3 separate regions of the Sus scrofa genome follow, and all the other regions are linked to region 1. A link is a contact called in public HiChIP or PLAC-seq data. All regions are on one chromosome and are shown on one strand. Each heading gives the region's core, a stretch centred on a gene start, on an enhancer-like site or on the middle of the called end of the contact. The rest is flanking DNA. Distances are from core to core; before and after follow the strand shown.

Region 1 (4,166 bases), core at 1,169-3,668:
AGCAACGCCAGGGCCGAGCCATGTCTTTGACCTACACCACAGCTCATGGCAATGCCGGATCCTTAACCCACTGAGCCAGGCCAGGGATCAAACCCGCAACTTCATGGTTCCTAGTCGGATTCGTTTCCGCTGCGCCACGACAGGAACTCCTCTTCCTTCTTTTCAATATCTCTTTTTGAGCATCAAGTCTCACAGGCATCAATATCACACTCTATCAAGTTCTTACCAAAAGACTGTTCGTTGTGGGATCTGTCGCCAAGGTCATTCCCAAGTACTTGGAGGTATAGTTGGAACCTGTTGGCACCAGAAGATTGGTCTGAAGGAACTTAGACAATCCAGGTGTGGCAGGGGGCAGCCTTGATTTCCTGACATTCCTCCCAGCTCCCGAACCAGTTACTCACCACTTGGTGTGACTTGCATGCATTGTCCATTGTCTGGCTGACACTGATAGAGGCTTCCCATGCTGTTCCCCTCACCTGGAGCTCCCACGAAAACCCTGATGAGAAATCTCACTTGTGAGATGGAGTTGGTCACCCACATCCTACCTATTAAGGGGGTTCAGATCCCCCACAAGGTATCTCAAAGCAGCCACTCCCCATCTCTCAGCCCCCACCTTTTCCCTACTTAATCCCAGATAAAAAAAAATCCAATATGTCACAATTCTTAAAAGTTAAAGATCTTTTCTATTAACAGTCCAGAAAAACAGAGGTCCAGAGAATGATTTTTCAGAATGTCACATTACGAGTTCATTCAATTAGACATCAACTCAACTCATTTATGGCCTAACTGCTTTGTGCTAGGCTGTGGTCTGTACTAGGGATGGGGTAAGGGGCTGGAAAGAGAAACAGAATCCCTGCCTTCAAGGAGCGCACCCTTTAGTCTGGGAGAGAATGGGGAATCTGGAAGTGCAGCAAAGCACTTTAGGGGTGGTGATACATTTCTCTTGGATTTAGGCACTTATGGCACTTTAACGATGGATGGTCCTTATCCTACTACCCCATGGTCCTGCTCCTGATTCTTGGAAATCCCACCACGGACTCCTCGAAACTGTTCAGAGGACTGTTTAGAAACTGCCAGGGCGCAGGGCAGGGAGGGCCTGCGGGGGGCAGCTCACCCATTTCCAACCTGCAGGACACGGTACCCAAAGTGCCTGCCGGCGAGTGGGAAGGAGAAGTGTTGTACGTGCCGCACGTCCAGGTTGTAGCTCCAGGCGGCGGCTGTGGGAGACCAGGAGCCTGTCAGCCACTTCCGGTCAGGGACCACCAACCCCGCCCCAACCCCACCCCCCGGCCCTGGAGTGCCGGGCGCTGATTGGCTGCCGCCCACGTGCCCCAAGTGGGCGGCCAGACCCGCAAGGACCTGGCTTTCTTCTCCCCGGGGGTTCCCCAACAGCAGGGCAGGAATCCGTTCCCTGGCCCGCTCCTTGAGGGCCCGGACTCCAGCAAATATGGAAGCAGGGATGCCTTCCTACCCAGACCTCTGGCGGCGCCAGAGCCTGGGAAAGACACACAATTTCCCGTTTGTTTGCTCGGCAAAGAAAGACGAATGAGAAGGTGGAGGAGCAAAGCGAAGGCCACCGCTCCCCACCCCAACCAGGCAGTCAGAATGTCCCAAGGCGGGTACATTTTCCTATGTGTCCACTTCTCCCTTAGGCCTGAGGGCCAGTTACCCTGAAAATCAGATAATTGGTCTCAGACTTCCTCCTGGTGAAAGTGCAAGATCCCTTGATACTGTGACGCTTCCTCCATGCTCTCATCTAATGGTCCCTCACTCCCCACCGGACCATGGACCACCCTCTCCCGTTAACTATTAGATCTCAAATTCCCCCGTGACATCCCTCACTTCAGTGAGCCTAGGCGTCATCTGAAAGTCCCAAACTCCTTTCCCGCCCTGCTTTCCTTCCACGCCTCAGGCTAATATCCAAGCATCCTAGGTATCAGAGATGCTCGTCCTGTCCTTTATTCACATGGAGAAACTGGGGCCCAGAAAGGGTAAAGGTTTTGCCTAAGATGGCACAGAGAGGTGATGCTTCTCTGGGAGGGACCAGATCCTGGACCAGCTCTAGGGACCCATTAACCACTGACCTTTTTTAAAGGGCCCTCTCCCCTATCTCTCATCATTCTCACCTTTCTTTCCCTTCTCTGTCTTTTCCTTCATACCTTGCCCATGCTTTCTTTGCCGGCTTCTTCCTCCAGACTTCCTGTGCTTCGCTTTACCAATGAAATGGCCCATCCTACCCTCAGAACAGCTGCACATTTACTCTGGTTCCACAAAGCCCTGCAGTTTCCCTGGTCACAGGCACAGGTCCCTTCCCCTCCCCACCTCCCTTGCCTACCAAAGAGAAAAGGCCCGGACAGCAGCAGCCTCATCACGATGATGCAGGAGTTCATCTTTGAAGCTTCTGGAGGGACCATACCCAGGCGAAGTCTCAGAGGGCCCCTGGGATTTGCTGGCAACCCAGACAGGGTGAAAGACGGAAATGATAGAGCCCCTGGGGCCTCTTGCAATGGAACTTTCTCACTGAGGCACCAGGCTGCTGACACTGGGTTGGGGTGGGTGGTGATGGGAGGGCTGTACATGAAGGGTTGTGAAACCACACGGGTTCAGAGAGGAAGTGTAAGCAGGTTAGAGACACTTCCTGTGCCTGCTTTGCATTTTCATATCATCTGCCCATGAGCTTAAAGCATATTAAAGCTCAGCAGAGGACTAGTCCAGTAAACTCTAGTACAGCTATAATGGAAAGCTATGCGGTCGCCAGAAAGAATGAAGAAAGAAAGAAAGAAGGTGGTGGGGGGGAATAATGAGACAGCTTTCTCCTGACATTGAAGGAGGCCCATGATGAAGAAAAAGAACAAGTTACAGAACACTGTATTTTAGGAACTCATCTCGGGGCTAAAAAAAACCAAAAAATTATTTCCGCAGAATGGGAGATAAATGATTTGCAAGTTATTGCTCTGATATGGGACTTGTATTTAGAATATATAAAGAACTCTTGTAACTCAACAATAAAAACACAACCCAGGTTTTTTTGTTTGTTTGTTTGGTTGGTTGGTTTTTTGTCTTTTGTCTTTTGTCCTTTTAGGGCCGCACCAGTGGCATATGGAGGTTCCCAGGCTAGGGGTCGAATCAGAGCTACAGCTGTAGGCCTAAGCTGCAGCCACAGCAATGCCAGATCCAAGCCGTGTCTGCAACCTACACCACAGCTCACAGCAACGCCGGATCCTTAACCCACTGAGCAGAGCCAAGGATGGAACCTGTGTCCTCATAGATGCTAGTCTGGTTTGTGAACCACTGAGCCACAGTGGGAACTTCAAGACCACCCAGCTTTTTAAGTGGGTGAAGAATTTGAATAGACATTTCTCCAAAGACAGTATATAAAATGGCCATTCTGGCATTCCTGTTGCGGCTCAGTGGTAACGAACCTGACTAGTATCCATGAGGATGCAGGTTTGATCCCTGGCCTCACTCAGTGGGTTAAGGAGCCATCGTTGCTGTGGTGTAGGTCACAGATATGACTCAGATCTGGCATTGCTGTGGCTGTGGTGTAGGCCGGCAGCTGCAGCTCTAATTCGACCCCAGTCTGGGAACTTCCATGTGCCATGGGTCCGGCCATAAAAAGAAAGAAAAAAAAAAAAAAAAAAGGCCACTGAGCATTTGAAAATGTTCAGTATTATTAGTCATGAGGGAAATGCATATCAAAACTGAAAGATATCACTTCACACCCACAAGGATGGCTAGAATAAAAAAGAAAGAAAGAAAAAAAGCAAATATTCATGAGAATGTAGAGAGATTGGAACCCTCACATTTTGCCAGTGGGAATTTAAGCCGGTGCAACTACAGTGGAAAACAGTTTAACAGTTTCTCAAAAAAGTTAAAATAGAGTTTCCATGTGACCTAGCAATTCCTAGGTGTAGACCCCAAGGAATTGAAAGCATGTGTTCACGAGAAAACTTATACGCAAATGTTCCTAACGGCATTATTCATATTAGCCAAAAACTGGAAACAGTGCAAATGTTCACCAAGTGATGAATGAATAAACAAAGTAAGGTATATTCATACAGTGGGTGTTATTCATCCATGAAAAAGAGCGTAGTTCTTGCTATAATGTGGGCAAACTTTGAAAACGTGCTAAGTGAAAGAAGCTAGGCACCAAATGTGAATATTTT
Region 2 (4,166 bases), core at 1,001-3,500, 47 kb before region 1:
CTGGCTGCCTCTTGAAGGCCCACTGCATAGAGAGGACCAGTCTTGGAGGAGGCTGCATGGAGGTTGGCCAGGTACTAGTGAGACTGACTTTTCCCATGGAAATGCTGGTGCCAGAGCAGATTGGAGCCCTGACCCAACTTCTGCTACAAGTGGAGCTTGTGGCCCATGCTATGAAGAGTACAGGCAGTGGACCACGTCAGGGCTGAGGCTGGAGGGCTTGCACACACTTTGCAGGGCATGGCTTGTGCTCCTGTGTGCATTTCCTGGCGGGTAAGCAGGTTGGAGGTCAGAGAGAAGTGCCTCATGACAAAGACTTATTTGGAAGTTTCTTTTGTGGCTCAGGGGTAATGACTTGTATCCATGAGGATGTGGGTTCGATCCCTGGCCTCGCTCAGTGGGTTAAGGATCTGGCGTTGCCATGAACAGTGGTGTAGGTTGCAGACACAGTTTGGATACTGTGTTGCTGGGGCTGTGGAGTAGGCCAGCAGCTGTAGCTCCGATTCGACCCCTAGCCAGGGAACTTCCATATGCTGCAGGTGTGGCCCTAAAAAGCCAAAGGAAAAAAAAGAAGCAGCAGCAAAGCAAAAGGCTTGTCTCTCATCTGTGCTTTGGGAATGACCAGGAGGTGATCAGGTCCAGCTTTGCCCATACTCAGGGTACCTGTAGGGTGTTCTGCCCATGTAGGCTCTCTAGCGCTGGGCTCTGTGGGTCATTCTCTGCAAAGACAGACATTGGGATGGGAGAAAGGCATGGAGCTATAAGCTGTTCTGGAGGGCAGAGAAGTACTCACTTTATTTGTAGGAAGACACCTGTCTGTGATTGTAAGCCTTTACTGAGATGGCTTCTCTCCAGCGTTTCACCACTTGGGATTCTCCAAATTCTTGTTCTCATCTCTTTTTAGAAGAATAGAAGACGCCATGTTTCCTCCTAACCAGTTTCTTCCCTTCCTTTGTCTGGGAAGGCAACGAGAAAACACACTCTATAGTTCTTGCATCATCCCCATAGGAAGAATCTGGCTCATTCATTGTCAGGAACACTGCCAACTAATTTCAGTAGCAAGGGTTGGATCCTCTTAAGTTCTCTTTCCAGGGTCATTTTTTTCCTTGATTCAAAACTGCACCTACGGCAGTGCTTCTCAGGTTCTCTTCCTCTACAAGCCTCTATGCAAGTCGGACAGGCCTGCAAAGTCTTAAAGGCTGTCTTAAAGGCCACATGATTCTCTCTTGGTCCACTTCCCTTCCTGAACTCTATTACCTTCACCTGAAGGGATTCCCAAAGATCCTTGCCTCTCTGTGAGAAAAGCCAGGAACCAGAGATTAAGACTCCAGATATGGCGTTAAACTCAGGGAAGGTGGAGGGGAGAGGCAGGGTAACAGAAAAGGAAGCAGCCTTCTCTCTTTGGCAGTATCCCTCCGATGGGCCCCATCAGCACCTGGAACCTGTGGGGAGAAGGAAGGTGCTAGGAAGCAGAGTGTGGGCAGAGGCCGGGGAGGAAGGGTGTCTGTCCTCAGATCCCTCGGCTTTCGGTCTTCGGAAAGATAAAACTTAATGAGGCGTAAACGGGGGCGGGAAAAGATCTGAAAGCACAGGCCGGTCTAGAAGGGAGACGCCAGGGACCTCCCTCCTACTCCTCCCGCAGGCATTTCTGGAGCACCGGGGAGGTGGAACCGGCCTGCGCACCCCGCAACCAATAAGAAAACTGCCTCGCGTTCCCTGGCGACCATTAACTCCTAGCAGTTGGTGTAGTGGGAGGGGGCGGGATGGTGAGAGCACGAGCTCCACCGGCCAATCGCGGAGCTCGCTGAGAGGTAGGGGCGGTGTCTCTGGAAACGGAGGCGGGGTTGTTTCCTTGGCAACGGTCCTAGCCCTCACCGAGGGGGGAAGGGTGGCGATTAGGAGGAGCAGAGAGAGTAGGGGGCCGGGAGGAGTCGGGGAGGGCGCGCATGGGGTGGGGGTGTACAGTTCGAGGAGGGGTTCCCAGACTCGGGAGACTCGATGAGCCTAAGTTGGGGGGCGTCTATCCAGTTTCCCGAGGCGCGGCCAGAGCTGACCCCAAGGCCGGGGAGGGGAGGGGAGCTAGACGCCGCCCCCGCTGGCGCCGGGAAGCGTCGCTCCTTCTCGCTGACCTTGGTCTCGCTAGTTGCCTCGCCCTTGGCCACAGGCACTGAGGGACGCAGGGCCCGGAATACGGACAGATAGGCCCTCAGGCGGACGGAGACCTAGCACATAGGCACACAAACTGCCCCAGCCTTTCCTGGCGCCTGCAGGGCGCCCCGTCCTCCCCTACCTCGACGCCCGGGCCATCCAGCCCAGGGTTAATGCCAACGAGTTTCCACCTCCAGCCGCTCCTAGAGAGGCCGCGGCGCTAGCCAGCGGGGGAAACTGGCCGCGGACGGACACTTCCTGTGCGGAGGGGAGGGGGTCGGCCAGCCGCAGCCCTGCCCGGGCTGGGGGGCCAGACGGCGGGGTCTCGGGCGGGGAGCGGTATCCCGGGGCGGCAAGGCGAGTCGCGAAGCCCCTCACCTCCGAGGCCACAACGCACGAGGGCCTGAGGAGACCCCAGGGCAAGCCGAGTCCTTGTGGGTGGGGGCGGGGCCGCGGGTAGGGGAGGGGCCCGGCCGGCCGGAGAGGCCCAGGGTCAAGACGTCCGGCCTCTGGGGCCGACGCTGGGCAGCCAGGTCCCCTGGGCGGCGCTGAGCGGGCGGGCGGCGAGGGCCTGGGTCTCAGGGCACTCAGACCCGGGTCGCAGGATCGTCCGCCATCGCCGCCGCCACCGCCGCACTGGGAGCCGGCGGGGATGGAACGGGAGGCGTCGCCATGGGGCCTCGAGCCCCAGGATGTGCAAAGTCGTGACGAAATGGGGAGCCCCGAAGGGTCCCTCAAAGGTGAGGGAGGGAGCGCCCCTCCGAGGAGCGTGCCTGGGAGCGGGAGAGGGGGCTGCAGGGAGGGGAAAAGAGCCGGGGGCTTGGACACCTGGGACCTGGAGGAGGCGGGGGGCGGGGACCTGGTGTCCTGGATTTGCTGAGGGGGTGGTGGGAATTTCAGCACTTGCTCGAGGGCCAGCGACCCTGCTTGAGGAGGAGAAAAAGGCTTGTGGCAACTAGTGGTGGGACCCAGAGACCTTCCATGCCCCACACAATCTGGGTTTTCTGTAATTTTCTGATCCTGCAGGCAACATGAGTGAGAATGAGGAAGAGGAAATTTCTCAGCAAGAAGGCACTGGGGACTATGAGGTCGAAGAGATACCCTTTGGGCTTGAACCCCAGAGCCCTGGGTTTGGGTCACAAAGCCCAGAGTTTGAACCCCAAAGCCCCAGGTTTGAGCCTGAAAGCCCAGGTTTTGAGTCCCGAAGCCCTGGGTTTGTGCCCCCAAGCCCTGAATTTGCGCCCAGAAGCCCTGAATCAGATTCTCAGAGCCCCGACTTTGAATCCCAAAGCCCTGGGTACGAACCCAAGAGCCCTGGGTATGAACCCAAGAGCCCTGGATATGAACCCCGGAGCCCTGGGTATGAACCCAAGAGCCCTGGGTATGAACCTGGGAGCCCTGGATATGAATCTCAAAGCTCCAGATATGAATCCCAGAGCCCGGGGTATGAACCCCAGAATCCAGAGTTCAAAACCCAAAGCCCTGAATTTGAAGCGCAGAGTTCCAAGTTCCAGGAAGGCGCAGACATGCTTCTGAATTCTGAGGAAAAGAATCCCTTGAGCATCCCCTTGGGAGTCCACCCCTTGGACTCCTTCACCCAGGGCTTTGAGGAGCAGCCCACCGGGGGCTTGCCGCTAGGGCCCCCTTTTGAGATGCCCACAGGGGCCCTGCTGGCTCCACCCCAGTTTGAGATGCTCCAGAATCCCCTGGGCCTGACGGGGACCCTTCGTGGTCCCGGCCGACGGGGTGGCCGGGCCAGGGGTGGGCAGGGCCCGCGGCCTAACATCTGCGGCATCTGCGGGAAGAGCTTCGGGCGGGGCTCCACCCTGATCCAGCACCAGCGCATCCACACGGGCGAGAAGCCCTATAAATGCGAGGTCTGCAGCAAGGCCTTCTCCCAGAGCTCTGACCTCATCAAACACCAGCGCACCCACACGGGCGAGCGGCCCTACAAGTGTCCCCGTTGCGGCAAGGCCTTCGCTGACAGCTCTTACCTGCTTCGCCACCAGCGCACCCACTCT
Region 3 (4,166 bases), core at 718-3,217, 39 kb after region 1:
TTGTCCTAAACCACACTTCTGATGCCACATGTGTTCAATCCTGCACCTCATCTTCCTCATCCAGTATGAGCCATCATCCAAAATAAAATAAAATATAAACTAAAACTCATGGTTGATTGACCTGATCGTGCTTCTTTTTAATTCTCCCACACCATACCCCACCATTCTCCCCCTTGCTCACTACATTCCTGCCACACTGGAATTCTTTTTGTTTTTAGAACATGCCAAGCCTTTCCGGCTTTAAGCATTGGTGTTCTCTCTACCTAGAGCTCTAGTCCCCTTGATTTCTGTTCAGCTTAAATGTCACTTTCTCAAAGACAAGTAGCAGAAAACCCAACTACAAGTGGCTTGACTAATAAAGGGATGTATTATCTTATGGAACCAGAATCCTAAATCAGGGCATCTTGTAACTTATAAAAATAAGTAGCTCAGTAACTTTACCAAAGATCCAAGTCCTTTCTGTCCTGCCATCTACCAGTCCCAGCTTGTGGACCAGCTGTCCTCACAACCTGATCCTCACATACCAGCATCTAAGGCGGGGAGTTCCTGTCGTGACTCAGTGGTTAATGAACCCGACTAGTATCCCTGAGGACTCGGGTTCGATCCCCAGCCTCTCTCAGTGGGTTAAGGATCTGGCGTTGCCATGAGCTGTGGTGTAGGTCACAGACGTGGCTTGGATCTGGCGTTGCTGTGGCTGTGGTGTAGGCCAGCAGCTGTAGCTTTGATTCAACTCTTAGCCTGGGAACCTCCATATGCTGTGGGTGTGGCCCTAAAAAGACAAAAACAAACAAAAAACACCCAAAAAACAAAAAACCATCTAAAGGTGGAAACACCCTATGTCCTAGGAACCTTTCTCAGAAGTTGCCAACAGACTTCTAACTTCTGTCAAGAACTGGGCCACATGCTCACCCATAAAACTGGTCAATGGCCAGGGTCATGGGACTATGTGGTCAATCAAGTAGAGGAGGGGAGACCCCAGAACAGCATCATGGCTCTGCAAGGATGGAGCAGGGGAAGGGCAGTTATTAGCACATCTTCCCTGGCCCATGCCATCTGTTTTTTAAAATGATTTTTATTTTTTCCATTATAGTTGGTTTACAGTGTTCTGTCAATTTTCTACTGCACAGGTGACCCAGTCACACAAATACGCATTCTTTTTTCTCACATTATTCTCCATCACGTTCTATCACAAGTGATTAGATACAGTTCCCTGTGCTATACAGCAGGATCTCATTGCTTATCCACTCCAAATGCAATAGTTTGCATCTATTAAGTCGCATGCAATCTAAAGTTGCCCCACTTTTCACAATATTTAAATACTGTAACATTAAAAATTTTTTTTTCATGGAGTTCCCGCCGTGGCGCAGTGATTAACGAATCCGACTAGGAACCATGAGGTTGCGGGTTCGGTCCCTGCCCTTGCTCAGTGGGTTAATGATCCGGCGTTGCTGTGAGCTGTGGTGTAGGTTACAGACGCGGCTCGGATCCCGCGTTGCTGTGGCTCTGGCGTAGGCTGGCGGCTACAGCTCCGATTCGACCCCTAACCTGGGAACCTCCATATGCCGCGGGAGCGGCCCAAAGAAATAGCAAAAAGACAAAAATAAATAATAAATAAATTCCCCTTTCTTGTTTAAACCCCTCACTTCTGGCCCTCTCCACCGGCCTCCCCAACCCGTCATTTCGCTTTGGCGCCATCTGGCGCCCAAAAGGGAAGTGACACGCCTGCGCTCTCCTGCCCTCAGCCCTTTGTTTCTTCCCCTAGCTGAATCTGGTACCTATACCTTTAAGATGCTTAGCAAGCCTGAACAACTCGAGGGCCGGAGCCTAGGAACGCCCGCTTGAAGTTCTCTTAGGTTGCTCCAGTCCGGGTAAGGGGCGGGCTGTAGCTAACTCCACAGAAGTAATTGGTCTTTCCTTAGGCTCCGCCCCCGTGAAGCAATCGCGAACGCCTGTGATTGGTCATGGGCTCTGGAGGCGGGGGCTCTGAGCTTGGCCCCGGGCTCTCTGGGGCAGTCCCGGCTGCAGCGCGGTGGTCAGCATGTCCGAAAGTGGGGAGACGCATGAGGACTCTGGGGGAGAGGGCTTTGCCGCCGCCGGCTCCTTCAGCTTCAGCTCGGAACCCACGCTCGAGGACATGTAAGCTGTCCTTGCCCCATCTGGGCTGGGGAGATCTCCCCCTTTCTCCTTCCTATTGCGCTCCTATTGAGGAGGATCCCTCCACGTGGTCGGGAGGAAGGCTAGCAGCTATGCTCGGGTCCCAGCGCTGCTGGCTGACCCCGGGCGAACATTCTAACCAACTGGTCTGCAAAATGGGCTTAACAAGGCACACCTGAACATTGTTACCTACTAGTTAAGAGTCCGACGCCACTACTGCCCTGCCCCTGCCTTCCAGGAGCAGGAGGTAGGATGAGGGCAAATATAGTGCTGAGAGGTGGAGATGTTTCTTTCTTGAGGAAATCTAGGAGGGCATCTTAGGGGAAGTGTCCTGGCGCTGCATTCTGTAAAATCAGTAACATTTAGATATGCAGAGATTGGAATACTCTACGTGGAGGAAACTGCAGAAGAAGCAGTAGGAAGTGGAATAATGGAAAAGAGGGAATTACTAGGTTTCAATAACTTAGGGTCTGTGTAAGGACACACACATCTCATAGATGAGGAAACCAAGTCCCCTAAAGAAGAAATGGCTTGTTCATGCCATCCAAGGAATTAGTTGCACAATCTCCTCTGATACCCATGCCCCCATTACATATTACTGAGGTACCTGCTGGGTCCCTGCATCTCCTCCCCAGTCCCCTAACCTTGGGACCTGGACTTCTACCCCTTCCTCCTATTCCAGCCGCCGCCTCCATGCCGAGTTTGCTGCTGAACGAGACTGGGACCAGTTCCATCAGCCTCGGAACCTCCTCCTGGCCTTGGTGGGAGAAGTGGGAGAACTGGCAGAGCTCTTGTGAGTAGATGAAAGGCTTTCTGGAAGAGTCTGTGTGTTGGGGAGGGGAGGGTTTATTTGACCATCAAATATCCCTGGATTCAGTTCCCCCTCCTCACAACAAAACGCTGTGCCTGTTTGCTAGAGATACAGAGATAACTTATGGGTCCCTGTCCTCTAGGGATGCCCAGTCTGCTAGGAGAGAAAAGTCTGAAACCAGCAAGGGACATCCAGGTCTAAGAAGGGATGGTGGCGATCTTCCTTTACCTGTCTCCCGTTGTGGCTCAGTGGTTAACGAAACCGACTGGGAACCATGAGGTTGCGGGTTTGATCCCTGGCTTTGCTTACTGGATTAAGGATCCGGTGTTGCCGTGAGCTGTGGTGTAGGTCGCAAACGCAGCTTGGATCCCACATTGCTGTGGCTCTGGTATAGGCCAGCGGCTACAGCTCCGATTGGCCCCCTAGCCTGGGAACCTCCATATGCCACAGATGCGGCCCTAGAAAAGGCAAAAAGACCACAAAAAAAAAGAAGAAGAAGACCTGCCCATAACATTCCAGACAGGGGGTACTGTTTGCAAAGATGGTGAAGTGGGAAGGGGCAAGTTAAATTCTGGGAGAATGTAAGATTGCATCAGTGTAACCTTCTTGAGGAAGGGCAAGGATTCTGTATCCATTTGTTTGTTTGTTTTTAGGGCTGCACCTGCAGCATATGGAAGTTCCTGGGCTAGGAGTCAAATCCGAGCTGGATCTGCTGACCTAGGCCACATCCACCGCAACGCTGGCTCCGAGCTTCATCTGTGACCTACACCCCAGCTCACAGCAACGCCAGATCTTTAACACACTGGCTGAGGTCAGGGATCGAACCCACATCCTCATGGATACTAGTTGGGTTCTTAAGCAGCTGAGCCACTGCGGGAACTCGGGATTTCGTATCTGTTTTGCTCACTGGCCCGCGTAGGTGCTCAGTGTATATCCACTGAGGCTGTGGGGGAGACAGAGGATGATAGAATCAGGGCTGGCAAGTCATGGAGACATGCTGAGGTTTGAGTGGTGGAAAGATCACTGTGTCTGTAGAGTGGATTGGATCCCCAAGTGAATTGTGTCAGGGGAGACCCGTGAGGAGGCTGGTGTAGATCAAGCCAAAGGCGGTGAGGTCTGAGCCAAGGCATTCACTGTCAAATGGGGAAACGAGGACTCAGAGCTGTGGGTGGGGGCCCGCGAGTCATTCGTTACGGATTCA

The links. HiChIP or PLAC-seq counts read pairs in DNA pulled down with a chosen protein or histone mark.
Region 2: an H3K27ac HiChIP or PLAC-seq map of alveolar macrophages shows a contact between it and region 1. The contact joins the promoter of ZNF768 here to the promoter of ITGAL in region 1. A contact is called at or near these places in 1 of 5 promoter capture datasets (fetal liver), 2 of 47 Hi-C or Micro-C datasets (embryonic fibroblasts and epiblast stem cells) and 1 of 2 datasets of contacts at active chromatin or transcription factors (alveolar macrophages).
Region 3: an H3K27ac HiChIP or PLAC-seq map of alveolar macrophages shows a contact between it and region 1. The contact joins the promoter of DCTPP1 here to the promoter of ITGAL in region 1. A contact is called at or near these places in 2 of 47 Hi-C or Micro-C datasets (embryonic fibroblasts and liver) and 1 of 2 datasets of contacts at active chromatin or transcription factors (alveolar macrophages).

What each region holds. Positions count from the first base shown.
Region 1 is chr3:17,855,475-17,859,640 of Sscrofa11.1, forward strand. ITGAL (integrin subunit alpha L) reads right to left here and starts at 2,419. Exons shown (of 31, transcript NM_001044608.1): 1 at 2,336-2,419; 2 at 1,115-1,217; 3 at 402-496; 4 at 227-294. The coding sequence starts at 2,390.
Region 2 is chr3:17,809,084-17,813,249 of Sscrofa11.1, forward strand. ZNF768 (zinc finger protein 768) reads left to right here and starts at 2,251. Exons shown (of 2, transcript XM_005653012.3): 1 at 2,251-2,885; 2 at 3,172-4,166. The coding sequence starts at 2,798. LOC102158302 (a long non-coding RNA gene) reads right to left here and starts at 1,902. Exons shown (of 2, transcript XR_002342367.1): 1 at 1,255-1,902; 2 at 769-953.
Region 3 is chr3:17,894,459-17,898,624 of Sscrofa11.1, forward strand. DCTPP1 (dCTP pyrophosphatase 1) reads left to right here and starts at 1,968. Exons shown (of 3, transcript XM_003354540.4): 1 at 1,968-2,136; 2 at 2,837-2,947. The coding sequence starts at 2,039.